Linked DNA regions of Mus musculus: regions 1, 2 and 3 are each linked to region 4. A link is a contact called in public promoter capture Hi-C data. All regions are on one chromosome and are shown on one strand. The core of a region is the stretch at or near the end of the contact, and the rest is flanking DNA. Distances in the headings are between cores, read along the strand shown. Region 1 holds the start of Stat5a (signal transducer and activator of transcription 5A). Region 2 holds the start of Ezh1 (enhancer of zeste 1 polycomb repressive complex 2 subunit). Region 3 holds the start of Tubg2 (tubulin, gamma 2). Region 4 holds the start of Thra (thyroid hormone receptor alpha).

Region 1 (3,015 bases), core at 475-2,974, 2.1 Mb before region 4:
GGGGGGTCTACAAACCGAAAGAGAAACTTAAGACACAGAGGCCCACAGTCCCTAACTAGACAAACACAAAAATTCTTGCCACCCAGCCTAAGACCCACACTCAATTTCTTGGAAGGGAGACTGTTCCAACCTAAAAGTTAGGCCAATGCTGGGACAGCCACTGGAGGTGCAGGTCTCCCCAGGCACGTGTCTGGGGCTGTCAGGGAGAGAAGACTAAGGGTCCACGCTGTCTTCGGGGAAGCCCTGGGCTGCACTCCAGAATCTACCCGCTCCGAGTGGAGTGTGATAATGTCAGTGTCCACTGCGTGAGTCCACCCCTGGCTGCCGCCTGCACGGATCCCTTGTCCCTGCTCCCTCTGAAGCTCCCATTCGAAGGCGGGACAGATGTCTGTCCCGTGTCAGGCCGTGGGGACTCCAGGGTGCTAGATCCCAGGGACGTGGCTGCAGCCTAGATCCTCTGTCCACGCGCCGCGGGCGGAGTCACGGCGACCCACCCACCTGGTGCTGCGGAGCGCCTGCGGCTGTCGCTCCAGGCCGGGGCTTCTGACGGCTCCTGACGGCTCTTGACGGCGGCGGCGGTGGAGGCTGTTACTACAGGAAGGAGCAGAGAGCAGCGATTTCCTCCTCAAAGGTCAGCTGCCTCCGATAGACCAAACACAGCGCGCGAGCTCGCCCCAGCACCCCTCCCAGCAGCGGTCGCTCCCTCCTTGCCTCCGCCCTCGATTACCGGCGCCCCGGCGAGTGCGCCAGGGCGCCCCGCTTACAAGACCGACCACTAGGCTGGGCGGCGCTGGGCTGAGGACAGCCCCTACAGCGGGGTGCCCCCTCCCTACACACACACTGGGACTCCCGGTCTGTGCTCCCCTGCGGCTCCGGGGGTGGGTGGGTGGGGAATGAGGGAGGAGCGTCCTGGGACAGCTGAACTGGAGCAGCCAGAGGGTGCCGGGAAGTCCCAAACTCTGAAAATCCCTAACTAGGGCCTCAGTTTTATCATCTGTTAAAAATAAATAAATAAAATAAAAGAGGGGGAGGAAGAAAAGAAAAAAAAATCTACCTAGAGATGGCTCCTACCTCTGGAGTCAACTAGTCTGTCTCTAGATTTACAAAGTTTTGTGTGTGTGTGTGTGTGTGTGTACACGCGCATGTTCAGGTAAGGGTGCATGTGGCTTCTATGCCTGCAGAGTCAAAACTTTAGAAGGACTGGCGATCCCAGAGAAGCCAAGCCTACTTCTAAGGTCTCCCACCTAGCATGACTTCCACCACATGACCTTCCCCCTTAAAGCCGAGCAAGAAAGACCTTGGTAATCATAGGTTTCAACCCCCCACACCCCCTTCTGACCTTTGCAGGTAAGAAACGTCAATCCAGAGAAGAGAAGGGGCCTGCCCAGGACCTCACTGTGGTCACATCACAGTCTCATCATCAGACTGTGACCCACAAACCACTCGGGAGTCCATCCAGTGACCTAGAAGGGTCACACCTGAAGCTGGTCCTACCTTCTAAACAGGCGCAGGAAGGGGTAGCCGGCACTTTCTAACTTCACATCTGCCTGCAGACTTTGCCGGGCAGCAGACCTGCTCCCTGGAGCTTTGCCTGGATCATAGTCCCCATCCCGAAGAGTTCCCCTCAAGGCCCAGGGGTTGGACAAGGCCAGGCTGGAAGTCTGCCATCCCCTTTGCCCAGCTTCCCTCTCCTCTGGGCCTCCTCTCTGCCTGGAAGTTGGCATGGGCAGTACCAAAGGAGGGGCCAGCCTGGCTGCCTACTCGAATACCATCCGGGCCAAGACCCAGTGGCCTGGAGGGATCATTTTAATTGGCTTCCTCTCTTACTAATTTCTTCTTGTATCTTTTCTTTCCATTCCGAGTTCCTGATCCTTCTTTCTGGTCTTTGGACCTCCTCTTTTACTCTTTTTTTTTTTTTTTTCAACTTTAGAGGTGGGGAAAACCTGAACCTTTTCTGCAGAAGTTGAAATGTCTGGGCTGTCCCCGCCCTCTGTGTGTGGTCACAGTGACTTTACTTGGCAGGATCACGAGGAAAGGAATTGAAAACAGGGGGGGGGGGGGTTTGCAAGGAGGATCAGAGGATGGGAGAGACCTTGCTCTTCAGATGCTCTGCCAGGACCAGGTAGGGTAAGGGGCTCAGGAGGAGTAGGCATAAGCCTTTTCCCGTCTTTCCCCTCTACTCTGTACAATGGATTGACCGGGAGCCAGTTAGACCCTCCGCTCCAGATGAACATCAACATGCAAAGCTGCCAGTGGCCTTAAAGGTGACTTTACCAATGGGAACAATAAAAGGCCAGATAGGGGAAGTGACTTGACCAGACTCTTGGAGCCAGTGTGACAGATCCAAGCCCATTGCCTCATGGTAGGTGGACCCCACTTGGCACCTGTGTCCCCCAGTCTTTCACAGTGGACGTGACAGTAGATTCATTAGGTTTCCTAAGTTCTCTGAGCTACATCTGTAGGCAGAGGACCACGCTGGTCATGCCCTCCATCTGGACACCTGAGAGTGGGTGTGGTACAAGAACTGCCCACCCACTTCCAGGCATTGACTTCTCCAGACCCCTCCCCCAGGACCCACAGAAGTCTGGGGCTCCCACATCTGGCTGGGCTGGGCTGGGCTTGCTGGGAAGGTGGTTAGGCCTGCTTACTCAAAAGCTAGCGGGGAGGTGCCACCCAGCAGAAGTGTAGGAGAGTCTGCAGAACCCACTCATGTCCCCAGACCTTACCAGGACCCAAAGGTAGCTGGCTCCCTGCCTTGCTTCTGGCTCTCTCCTCATTGGGCCGTTTTGAGGTTCCTAATCCTTGTATCTTTAAACATCATTTTCTTGTTTCTTATCACTATTGTGTGTGCATATGCTGTGGCCCTCCTGTGGAGGGAACAACAACCATGGAATAATGTCTCTCTGTCAACCGTGCTTGCCAAACTTGCTTGGCAAGCGCCTTTACCCACTGAGACGTTTTGCCAGTTCATCTGGTTGCATCTTCCACTGCTCCATTCTACCTTTTTCTATGCCT
Region 2 (3,055 bases), core at 538-3,037, 2.5 Mb before region 4:
ATCCCTCCTTCCTTTCTGTATTCATTTATTGAGACAGAGTTTCATTATGTAGCTCTGGCTGTCCTGGAACTAACTGTAGACCAGGCTGGCCTCGAACTCATAAAAATCTACCTACCTATTGATAGGTTATTTCTCTGCTGCCGGTGAAATGAGCCAATTCAAGCCAGATTATATTAATTAAAGGCAGTTTTGTTAGGAAGCTGCTCTCTGCCCTCAAGGATTGTGGCTAGGGGAGTTGCCATGGGGAAGTGGGGCTAGGGAGGAAGAGGGAAAGAGAGAAAGGAAAAGAGAAAGGGAGGGAGGAGAGAGAGAGAGAGAGAGAGAGAGAGAGAGAGAGAGAGAGAGATTGAGCGCGCGAGCAGAGCCGGATAGCGCCAGCATGAGAAATGTCTGGATTATACAGGGAAGAACCTCTCTGGAGAAACAGCAGCCCAGCCCCTGGGCTGGAAAGTTCAGGGTTGGGGGCAGGGTATGCCAGGTAGGAACTGAAGGGTTGCTGGGAGAACTTGGAGGCCAGGTCCACTTTGATATGTAAAATATGCACCTCAGTCCCTTTTCTGCAGACACCTGCCTCTGCCTCTGCCTCCAAAGTGCTGGGATTAAAGATGTGTGCCACCACTATACCTACCTCCAAAGTTTTTGATAAAAGGAAAAGAATAGTGGAGGCTGGAGAGATGGTACAGTGGATAAGAACAAAGGCGACTTTAAAAAGGACCAAGATTTGATCTTCAGCACCTACATGGTACCTCACTACGGTTAGCAACTCCAGTCCCAGGGGATCTGATGGCCTCTTTTGGCCTCCAAGTATGCCCACAAACACATGGTACAGATACATACACCCAGGCACACACACACACACACACACACACACACACACACACACTAAAACAAACAAATGCATCGTTAAAAAATAACTAAAAGTCCGGGGAGTGGTGGTGCATGCCTTTAATCCCAGCACTTGGGAGGCAGAGGCAGGCAGATTTCCGAGTTTGAGGCCAGCCTGGTCTACAAAATGAGTTCCAGGACAGCCAGTGCTACACAGAGAAACCCTGTCTCGAAAAAAACAAAAACAAAACGAAAACGAAAAACCACCCCCCCCAAAAAAACAAAAAACCAAAACCAAAAACCACCATAGCATGTATTAAAACACACATACGCAAATAAATAAATAATAAAATATTTTGAAAAAAAGAACCTGTTCGTTTCTGATGATGGATATTTCTTGCCTCTATAGTTACTATTCCCTTTTTGTAATATTAAGTATCTTGTGGAGAGGTTTAAAAAATATTCTCGAGGGCTGGAGAGATGGCTCAGCGGTTAAGAGCGCCGACTGCTTTTCTGAAGGTCGTGAGTTCAAATCCCAGCAACCACATGATGGCTCACAACCATCCGTAATGATATCTGATGCCCTCTTCTGGGGTGTCTGAAGACAGCTACAGTGTACTTACATATAATAAATAAATAAATAAATATTAAAACAATATTCTCAAGCCGGGCGTGGTGGCGCACACCTTTGATCCCAGCACTTGGGAGGCAGAGGCAGGCTGTCTTCCAAAATTTGACTTGTAAGTTGTCTAAACACGGTTGGCAATGGTGCGCTGCTGAATAAAGTCTTCAAGAAGAGATCTGTGGCTCCAGGATGACTTTTCTCTGACAGCGCCACCTAGGAAAGTGTCGGACTAGAGCTACATCACCTTAGCGAAAACACACACCTGCGAAGACCGCAGCCCAGGTGATCCACCCTCAGAGTGCGCACGCGCACGGAGGGGAGGCGCGGGGCGTGGCCGCGGCGCAGGGGCGTGGCCGTAGCGCGCAGGCGTCCTAGTGGCGGGTGGCTGCGTCTCAGGATGGAGGGTGAGTGAGTAAACAAGACGGGGCTGGGCGGTGGGGCCGGGCCTGGGCTTGGCGTGACGCTTGAACCTCAGGGCTGGGGAGGCGAAGAAATGAGGAAACTGAGGGCCACACCATTGCCTGACCCGGGGTAGCGCGAAGCCTGTCGTCCCGAGTGTGGTGGGACCCGGGGCGACAGCGCGTGCGAGCTGCGGGGGGCCGCGTGGCGGAGGGGGCGCGGCGGGGGCGGACCCGGCTGGTGGCCCGTGCCAACGTGGGTGGGCCTTGGCGTCTGCCAGGGGACCCTGACTCTTGTAAGCGGGAGGGCCAGAGGCCCGGGTGGCTCGGGCTCGCAGAGGCTTTGAGTGATGTTGAGGAAGGGGTGGCCAGGCCGAGATGCCCGCCAAGTGTGAGAGGTTCTTAAGACGCCCAAGTGTCAGGGTCGAGATTCCCGGGGTCGCGCGGCACCTCCTCAACATTTTGCTCCCGGACCTTGTCGCTGGTCTAACTCGCCTCACTTTAGTTCCGGGTTTGAGTGAGGATTTGTCTTCAAACTGTGACTGTCTCTCCCGTCCCCAGAATTCCCAGAAACGATATGTAAATGAACGCATCCCGAAGTAAAAGGGAAGGTGCTATATTTGGGACATAACTTGTCAGGAAGTAGATGTGAGACAAAGCTTTAAGAGAATTTTTTTTGGGGGCGTGTTTCGAGACAGGGTTTCTCTGTGTAGCCTGACTGTCCTGGAACTCACTCTGTAGACCAGGCTGGCCTCGAACTCAGAAATCCGCCTGCCTCTGACTCCCAGTGCTGGGATTAAAGGAGTGCACCACCACGCCTGGCGAGAATTGTTAAGATTTAGTTGTTTGGGTTTTTGTTGTTGTTGTTGTTGTTTGTTTGTTTGTTTTTAATGTGTGTGCACTCTATGTATGGATGGTTCCAGGGACATCGAATCCCTTGGTACTAGAGTTAAGGATGCTTACATACCACCATGTGGGAGCAGGGAACTGAGCCAGTCCTTGTTGTTTGCAAGAGCAACAAGTGTTCTTAACCGCTGAGCAGGCTTTTCACCATGTGGGACGAGCTTACTTTGGTCAAAGTGACCACTGAGATGATGTAGGTGGTGGGGCACAAGGAAGAGAATGGAAATAGATTAGATGGAGGTTAGTGTTGGAGGTGTGGGTAAACTGATTAGCCAAAGTATGGAACCTATGCCTTGGGAAACAG
Region 3 (3,347 bases), core at 356-2,855, 2.4 Mb before region 4:
CTATAATGTCAAAGATGTCCTCGTGAATTTTCTCACCCTGTATGTAGACATGGGGAAGGGAAAGTCAGACCAAAGGTTCTTTCTTCTCAGCACCAAGATCTCCACCCATTGTCTCCGTTGCCATCCTGAAACTGAGCTTCCCAACCAGAATCTCTCTCAACCCAGAAATGCTACTTTGTGAACGATTTGCATAAAATTTACATAACCTTCCCTAGCAGTCCCTCCTCTCAACATACCCATTTGTCTCTTTATTTCTTTCTTTTTTTTTTTTTTTTTTTTTTTTTTTTAAAGATTTATTTATTATTATATGTAAATACACTGTAGCTGTCTTCAGACACACCAGAAGAGGGAGTCAGATCTTGTTAGGGATGGTTGTGAGCCACCATGTGGTTGCTGGGATTTGAACTCTGGACCTTCAGAAGAGCAGTCGGGTGCTCCTACCCACTGAGCCATCTCACCAGCCCCCGTCTCTTTATTTCTTGCAAGTCTAACCTGGACGGATCCCCAGACTGGCTTGAGCCTTTCCTTATCCTAGGCTAGGATTACCAAGGAACTCTAGGAGTGACACCTGGGAGAATCCTCTGCCCCAGTTGTTGCCAGCTCCTCCGCCATGCTCCGACAGGTAGATGTTCTCCGGGTTGTAGAGCTTAGCATAGGAGGAGTTGAGGATGGAATGGATCACCCGGGGCTCCAGGTCCAGCAGCACAGCCCGGGGGATGTAGTGCTCATCATCTGCCTGTCAGAGGTAAGCCAGGATGGGTCAAGTCCTGAAGCCTCCCAACTCTGGCTCCTGCAGGCCCTCCCTTAAGATAGCCACTCTGTTCCCATCCATCCACTCAGAGAGTTTCCCAGCACCAGATCGCGCTGCCAGTCCCTTCAGGTCCCCATGGTCCTGGTCAAGTCACTGGGGGGGAGGGGCGGGGGGCACCTGGTAGAAAAAGACATCCTTTCGGTCAGTGCCCTCGGTGGCGAACTCCTCTACGATGCCCTCGGGGCTGATTCCATGTTCAGCACACAGCTGTTTCCAGAACTCGAACCCAACTGGGGGAGGAGGAAGAGGCCCAAGTCTGCTACAGCTTTAAGGCCTGAGGAGCCCAGGCTCAGAGGCTATTACATTCCAGAAGGTGACCCAAGACACCTGGGTCTGGAAGTTGTCACAGCCCAGGGCTAAGGAGGCAGCTCTTGCCTGGATCATCATGCGCAATAGAAAAGGTGGATCATGGGAAGGACAAAGGGGATTGATGGGTACCAGGCACTTGAGTGCAGCCTGAGGGATTGAACCAGAGGGATAGAAGCGGGGCACCGTGGTCGCTTGCTCACTCTGGTTGCCGCACTGGCCCAGCTGCAGGGTGATGATCTCCCGGGGCATCGCCGATCAGACCTAGCTCGTCCGCCCCGGCCTGGCGGCGGGGGTCACGACTGAGAGGAACTCCTGCCAGCCGGAGGCGCAGGACATGGGGAACGCGCTGTCGACTGATGTTTTGACGCGGGCGCTGGGTCTGCGCGTGTGCAGTGTGGGCCTCTCCGCAGCCGGCGGGCGGCAGAGCCCATCCTGGGCATCATTTTCTCTCTTAGCAATTGCAGCTGGAATTCAGCACAGGCGCAGAGCGAGGCCACGCTTCCTGTCACTATGTGCGCTTGCGCACGGTAACATTTGGCCAGCCGAGGATCCCCAGGGGTGTGGGGGAGGGAAGGGAGAAGTGGCCAGGTGGATGCACCAAGTGTGGGAGTCACCTGCCTACACCTGCCGGATATGCTAAATTGAGGGGCTACATTTAAGCCAACTCTTTTCAAGTGAGCATGCAAGGGAAGTGCTACTATATGTGGGTGTACATGTATGTGTGTTTACATATATTCTTTTTTTTTTTTTCTTTTTGGTTTTTCAAGACAGGTTTCTCTGTGTAGCCTTGTCTGTCCTGGAACTCACTCTATAGACCAGACTGCCTCAAACTCATAGATCTGCCTACCTCAGCCTCCCGAGTGCTGGGATTAAAAGCGTTCAGCTATTTTCATATTCTTACACTATGAAAAATACAAAGTTTGTCAGCTGGGACCAGGTGTGGTGGCTCGTGCCTTTAATCCCCAGCACTTGGGAGACAGTGGGAGGCAGATCTCTGTGAGTTCTAGGTCATCCTGTTTAGTGAATATCAGGCCAGCTGGAGCTACATAGTGAGACCCTGGGTAATAAAATAAGTCATCTCAGGCTGGCAGGTGTCATAAAGGCCCTTACTGCCAAGCCTGACCACATCGGAGTTTGATTGCAGGGTCCTCATGGTGGAAATAAGGAATCAAGAACGAACTCCTGGATTATCCTTTGACCTCTCTATATGCGTACTCTTGGAGTATGCAAACCTGCAAGGAATAAATAAATAAATGTAATTAGAAAGTACGTCCAGACACTGGTTTAAGTTCGGGGACCCCAGTGGAGAAATCAGGGCAAGGACTGAAGGAGGCTGAAGGGATTTGCAGCCCCATAGGAAGAACAACAGTATCAACCAAACAGAACCCCCTCCCCCAAAGCTCCCAAGGACTAAATCACTAACCAAAGAGAACACATTGGGGGACCCATGGCATAGCTGGATATGTAGCAGAGGATGGCCTTGTTATACATCAATGGGAGGGGAGCCCCTTGGTCCTGTGGAGGCTCAATGGTCCAGGGTAGGGGAATGACAGAGTGCTGAGGCAGGAGTGGGTAGGTGGGTGGGGGAGCACCCTCATAGAGGCAGGGGGAAGAGGAAAGGGGATAGGGAGTTTGTGGAGGGGAAACTGGGAGGGGGGATAACATTTGAAATGTCAATAAAATAACCAATAAAAATGAAAATATAGGGGCTGGAGAGATGGCTCAGTGGTTAAGAGCACTGACTGCTCTTCTGAAGGTCCTGAGTTCAAATCCCAGCAACCACATGGTGGCTCACAACCATCCATAACAAGATCTGACACCCTCTTCTGGTGTGTCTGAAGACAGCTACAGTGTACTTAAGACATATAATGAATAAATAAATCTTTTTTTAAAAATGAAAATACACACAAACACACACAAACACACATATATATATATATATACATATATATTTGAAAAAGAAAGAAAGTACATCCAGATAGAGGCATACCTTTCAGTTGAGCACTCAGAGCCAGAGGCAAGTGATTCTAATCTACATAAATTCTAAGACAGCTCAGGCTACATTGTATCTTAATTAATTAATTAAGTTATACCTTTACACCTGAGTTTAACCAAAAGGCAGAGAAGGGATAGTTGTATCTTTTTTAAAGGTACCAAATTGTTTTTGGAGACAGGCTTTCTTTGTGTAGCCCTGGCTGTCCTGGAATTGGGTCTGAGACCAGGCTGG
Region 4 (3,112 bases), core at 89-2,588:
TGGGTGTGTCCAGCAGCTCCTGTCCTTGAATCTGCCTGGATGTCCCCGAGTGAGCATGTAGCTGTCTGTGTAGGCATATCTGTTGTCTGCATGTCACCTTTGCCTCCCCCTTCATCTTGGACAATGGCCCCCTTCATCCCCTCCCCCTCCTGGGTCCAGAGCCAGCATTCAGGGGCAGGCCTCCCGTCTCCCTGGCTTTCCTTCTGTGTGCTCCCCCCTCCAGTCCCTAAAATGGGTGGCTCTCTTCATTGCCTCTGACATCTTCCCAGGCCTTCTTTTCACACTGGACAAGGGAGGGCCCAAGATAGAAAAGGGGCACCAGAGACACGTTGCAAGGGAGGGAAACGGGGAGCATGCACGCGCGCGCGCGCGGACACACACACACACACACACACACACACACACACACACACAGAACACGGGTCCATTTCTTCCTCTCTTCCCCAACCACAGGCCAACAATTCTCCTAATCATCTAGGGACCATCAAGTACACCCCCACTACTACAAGCTCACACTCCCCCCACCCCACCCCACCCGCCGCGTTTTTGCAATTAGGAGTGTTGCAACCAGAAAGCCATGCTCAACTGGAGAGGTGGGGAGGGGAGGGGGGCTTCTCTCTCCTCCAGCCCATGCAAGCCCCTCCACCCTGCCGCACCCACATTGCCCTTCCTAGCTAGAGACAGCTTTGCAAAGGCCATTCGGTCTCTTTGGCTGGGGGGGTGGGGGGACACGACAAGCTTCTGGCACACCGTAAACAAACCGCGGCGGGGCGGGCGGGGGAGCCTCGGCAGGCAGCGGGGCCCAACCCGGGAATGCGCAGCAGACCGGCCGGACAGAGGCCGGGGCGGGCCCTCGAAGGGGAGGCCCAGACGCCATCTCCCTGGGCGAACCCCGGGGCCCACCGACCACTTAACAGCACCTTCTTTCCCCAGGGCGTAAGTGGCTAGCTCTCGGGCTGTGACAGGGTCACCCGGGCGCCGGAAAAGACTGAGGTCGGCGGCGGGAACCCCCTGGGCGCCCCCAGCCCGCCTCCAAGCTGGCCAGAGACCCGCGGCTTTGCATAATCAATCGCGATGCATTTGCATATTAATGCCCCCTTGCTCCCTCCTCCTTACCTCGGCTTGGCGCGCTGGTCCGAGCTGAGCAACGACGCGGGGGTCTCAGCGCCCCGTGCCGGGGGCGTCCATGGGGGGCCGGTGGGGCCCGGGCCGCCCGCCTCCAGCGCCGGGGTGTGAGTGCGAGTGAGCGCGGGGGGGCGGGGGGCGAGTGTGGCGGCCCCGCGGCTCCTCCGGCAGAGGCGGCGGCCGCTCTGGCTCCTCCCTCCCCCGCCCCGCTCCGGCTGGGGCTCCAGCTCCGCGCGCCCGGCCGGCTCGCGGCTGCTCCCTGCAGGCCGCCTCGCAGTCGCCGGTCCCCGCCCCTCGCCCCCCGCCGCTCCCCAGCTCCTGGCCGGCCGCCCCGCAGCCCCTCTACCGCCTTGGCCCCTACCAGGCTCAGACTCGCCCACCTCACCCCCGCCCCCCCTACGGCTCCATCCAGGAGCGACGGTCGGTGACACGTTTTGAGAAAGATGTCATTTTCAAATAAAATAGCTTTCATTTGCGAGGAGAATTGGGGGAGGGGGGTTCTGGTTTGCACCCTGGGGTAGGGGGAGAAGGACCGAGGAGATCACTGCACCTTATAAATCCGGGAGGAAGTCCAGATACCAAACGCTAAGGGTAGTTTCAGAGTTCGGGTCCCTTCTTTGCGAACAACTCCCTGTGTGACCTTGAACACATTACAGCATCCAGGGTAAGAGCACAAAATCCAAAGGTTGGACAGGTTACTTCTGAAATCCTCCTAACTTCAACCATCCTATTTCTAGCCGTTTTGGAGGCTCGTTCCACATTGTGCCTCCTCTCTCGTTTCTAACATTAATGCTGAATCCACTGTCTCCTCTTGCAAACGTCTCTGTTCTCCATGGAAGCTCTTTCTAGTCACTGCCCACCAGCCATTCCCCAACAATATACTCCTATACTAAGCTTGGGGAATGGGGGTGGACAAGACTCGCTACAGCCCCTTATCTCCCAGCTTCTCAGAGGTGATATTTCCTCTCCTGTGTATACCATCAAAATCCAAATGGTTCAAGGGCCAATCTAAGCAACAGAGTGGCTGCAAATAGGTGGACTCCTTTTCTCAAAGGAGAGGTCTCCATGCCAGTTCCGGACCCTTGCGCGCGCACGCGCGCGCACGTGCGCCAACCACACACACAAAACACACAACACACACACACACACACACATACACACACACACCTGCATTCGTGGACATAAAACCCTGCCAGTGACGCCAGAGCCCCTTTCATCTTGGGATCTACTACCGCCAGGCAGAGGTCTAATTACCCTAGCACCCCCCTCTGGCCCCGCCGGTTCCCCCGCTATCATTAGCCCAGTTTTACCAGCGGGGGCCATAGCCTTCCCACGGCTCCCAGGGCGGAGCCCTGCCTCCACAGCCTGCTCTTGGGGAGGAGCCAGAGAGTGTGTCTGGGGAGCTGCTCTTCTAACCGTTCAGTTCATACTGGATAGAATCGTTTGCTGAGTGGGTTGCTGACCAACAGTCTCTCCAAGTTGGGCTGCCCTTGCACATCTTAGTTCCAGCCACCTACATCCTGAGCCAATGGACTCACTTCTCTTACAAGGGGTTTTAAGGGTTTACAAGGGATGAGGAGAAGGGAGAATGCCTCTCGTGGGGCTCCCGATAGGGAAGGGACAGGAAGCTGGATGAGGGAGGAACGAAGTGGAAGCCTACGGTTACTGGGGATGGCAAGGGGGACTGAAGGACACACACAATGGTTGAAAGAAGCCTGCACTGTACAGCGGCAGCTGCAGTGGGGAAATTGAGGCTCCAGTGTGCAGAGTCAGCAAACAGTAAATGAACCAGCTCAGTCCCGGCTCCCAGCGGACATGCAACAGCTGTAGTGTAGAGAAGGCTGCAGTGTGCTCTCAGTGCACTGAGGCACCAGGGTGGCTGGCTGCCAATCGAAGCCACCTCTACAATAACCAAATCTGGTTGAAACCCTGGGGAACAAGGCCGTGTACAGACTCAGGGTCCATGCTCACATGGAAGTAGGCTCTT

Evidence for each region. Promoter capture Hi-C pulls out the DNA fragments that hold promoters and counts their contacts.
Region 1: a contact with region 4 is called in a promoter capture Hi-C map of liver, with 5 times the contacts expected there. The contact joins the promoter of Stat5a here to the promoter of Thra in region 4. A contact is called at or near these places in 2 of 39 promoter capture datasets (embryonic stem cells and liver) and 1 of 115 datasets of contacts at active chromatin or transcription factors (embryonic forebrain).
Region 2: a promoter capture Hi-C map of hippocampal neurons shows a contact between it and region 4, with 11 times the contacts expected there. The contact joins the promoter of Ezh1 here to the promoter of Thra in region 4. A contact is called at or near these places in 3 of 39 promoter capture datasets (hippocampal neurons, liver and stem cell-derived epiblast-like cells).
Region 3: a promoter capture Hi-C map of hippocampal neurons shows a contact between it and region 4, with 9 times the contacts expected there. The contact joins the promoter of Tubg2 here to the promoter of Thra in region 4. A contact is called at or near these places in 1 of 39 promoter capture datasets (hippocampal neurons) and 1 of 115 datasets of contacts at active chromatin or transcription factors (astrocytes).

Annotation. Positions count from the first base shown.
Region 1 is chr11:100,858,060-100,861,074 of GRCm38.p6, reverse strand. Stat5a (signal transducer and activator of transcription 5A) reads right to left here and starts at 1,724. Exons shown (of 20, transcript NM_011488.3): 1 at 1,495-1,724; 2 at 499-591. It also overlaps a transcript of Stat5b not described here.
Region 2 is chr11:101,225,195-101,228,249 of GRCm38.p6, reverse strand. Ezh1 (enhancer of zeste 1 polycomb repressive complex 2 subunit) reads left to right here and starts at 1,787. Exons shown (of 21, transcript NM_007970.3): 1 at 1,787-1,854.
Region 3 is chr11:101,154,142-101,157,488 of GRCm38.p6, reverse strand. Tubg2 (tubulin, gamma 2) reads right to left here and starts at 1,605. Exons shown (of 11, transcript NM_134028.2): 1 at 1,321-1,605; 2 at 929-1,041; 3 at 569-736; 4 at 1-37. The coding sequence starts at 1,369.
Region 4 is chr11:98,740,011-98,743,122 of GRCm38.p6, reverse strand. It overlaps Thra (thyroid hormone receptor alpha), which reads right to left and starts at 1,338. Exons shown (of 10, transcript NM_001313983.1): 1 at 1,117-1,338.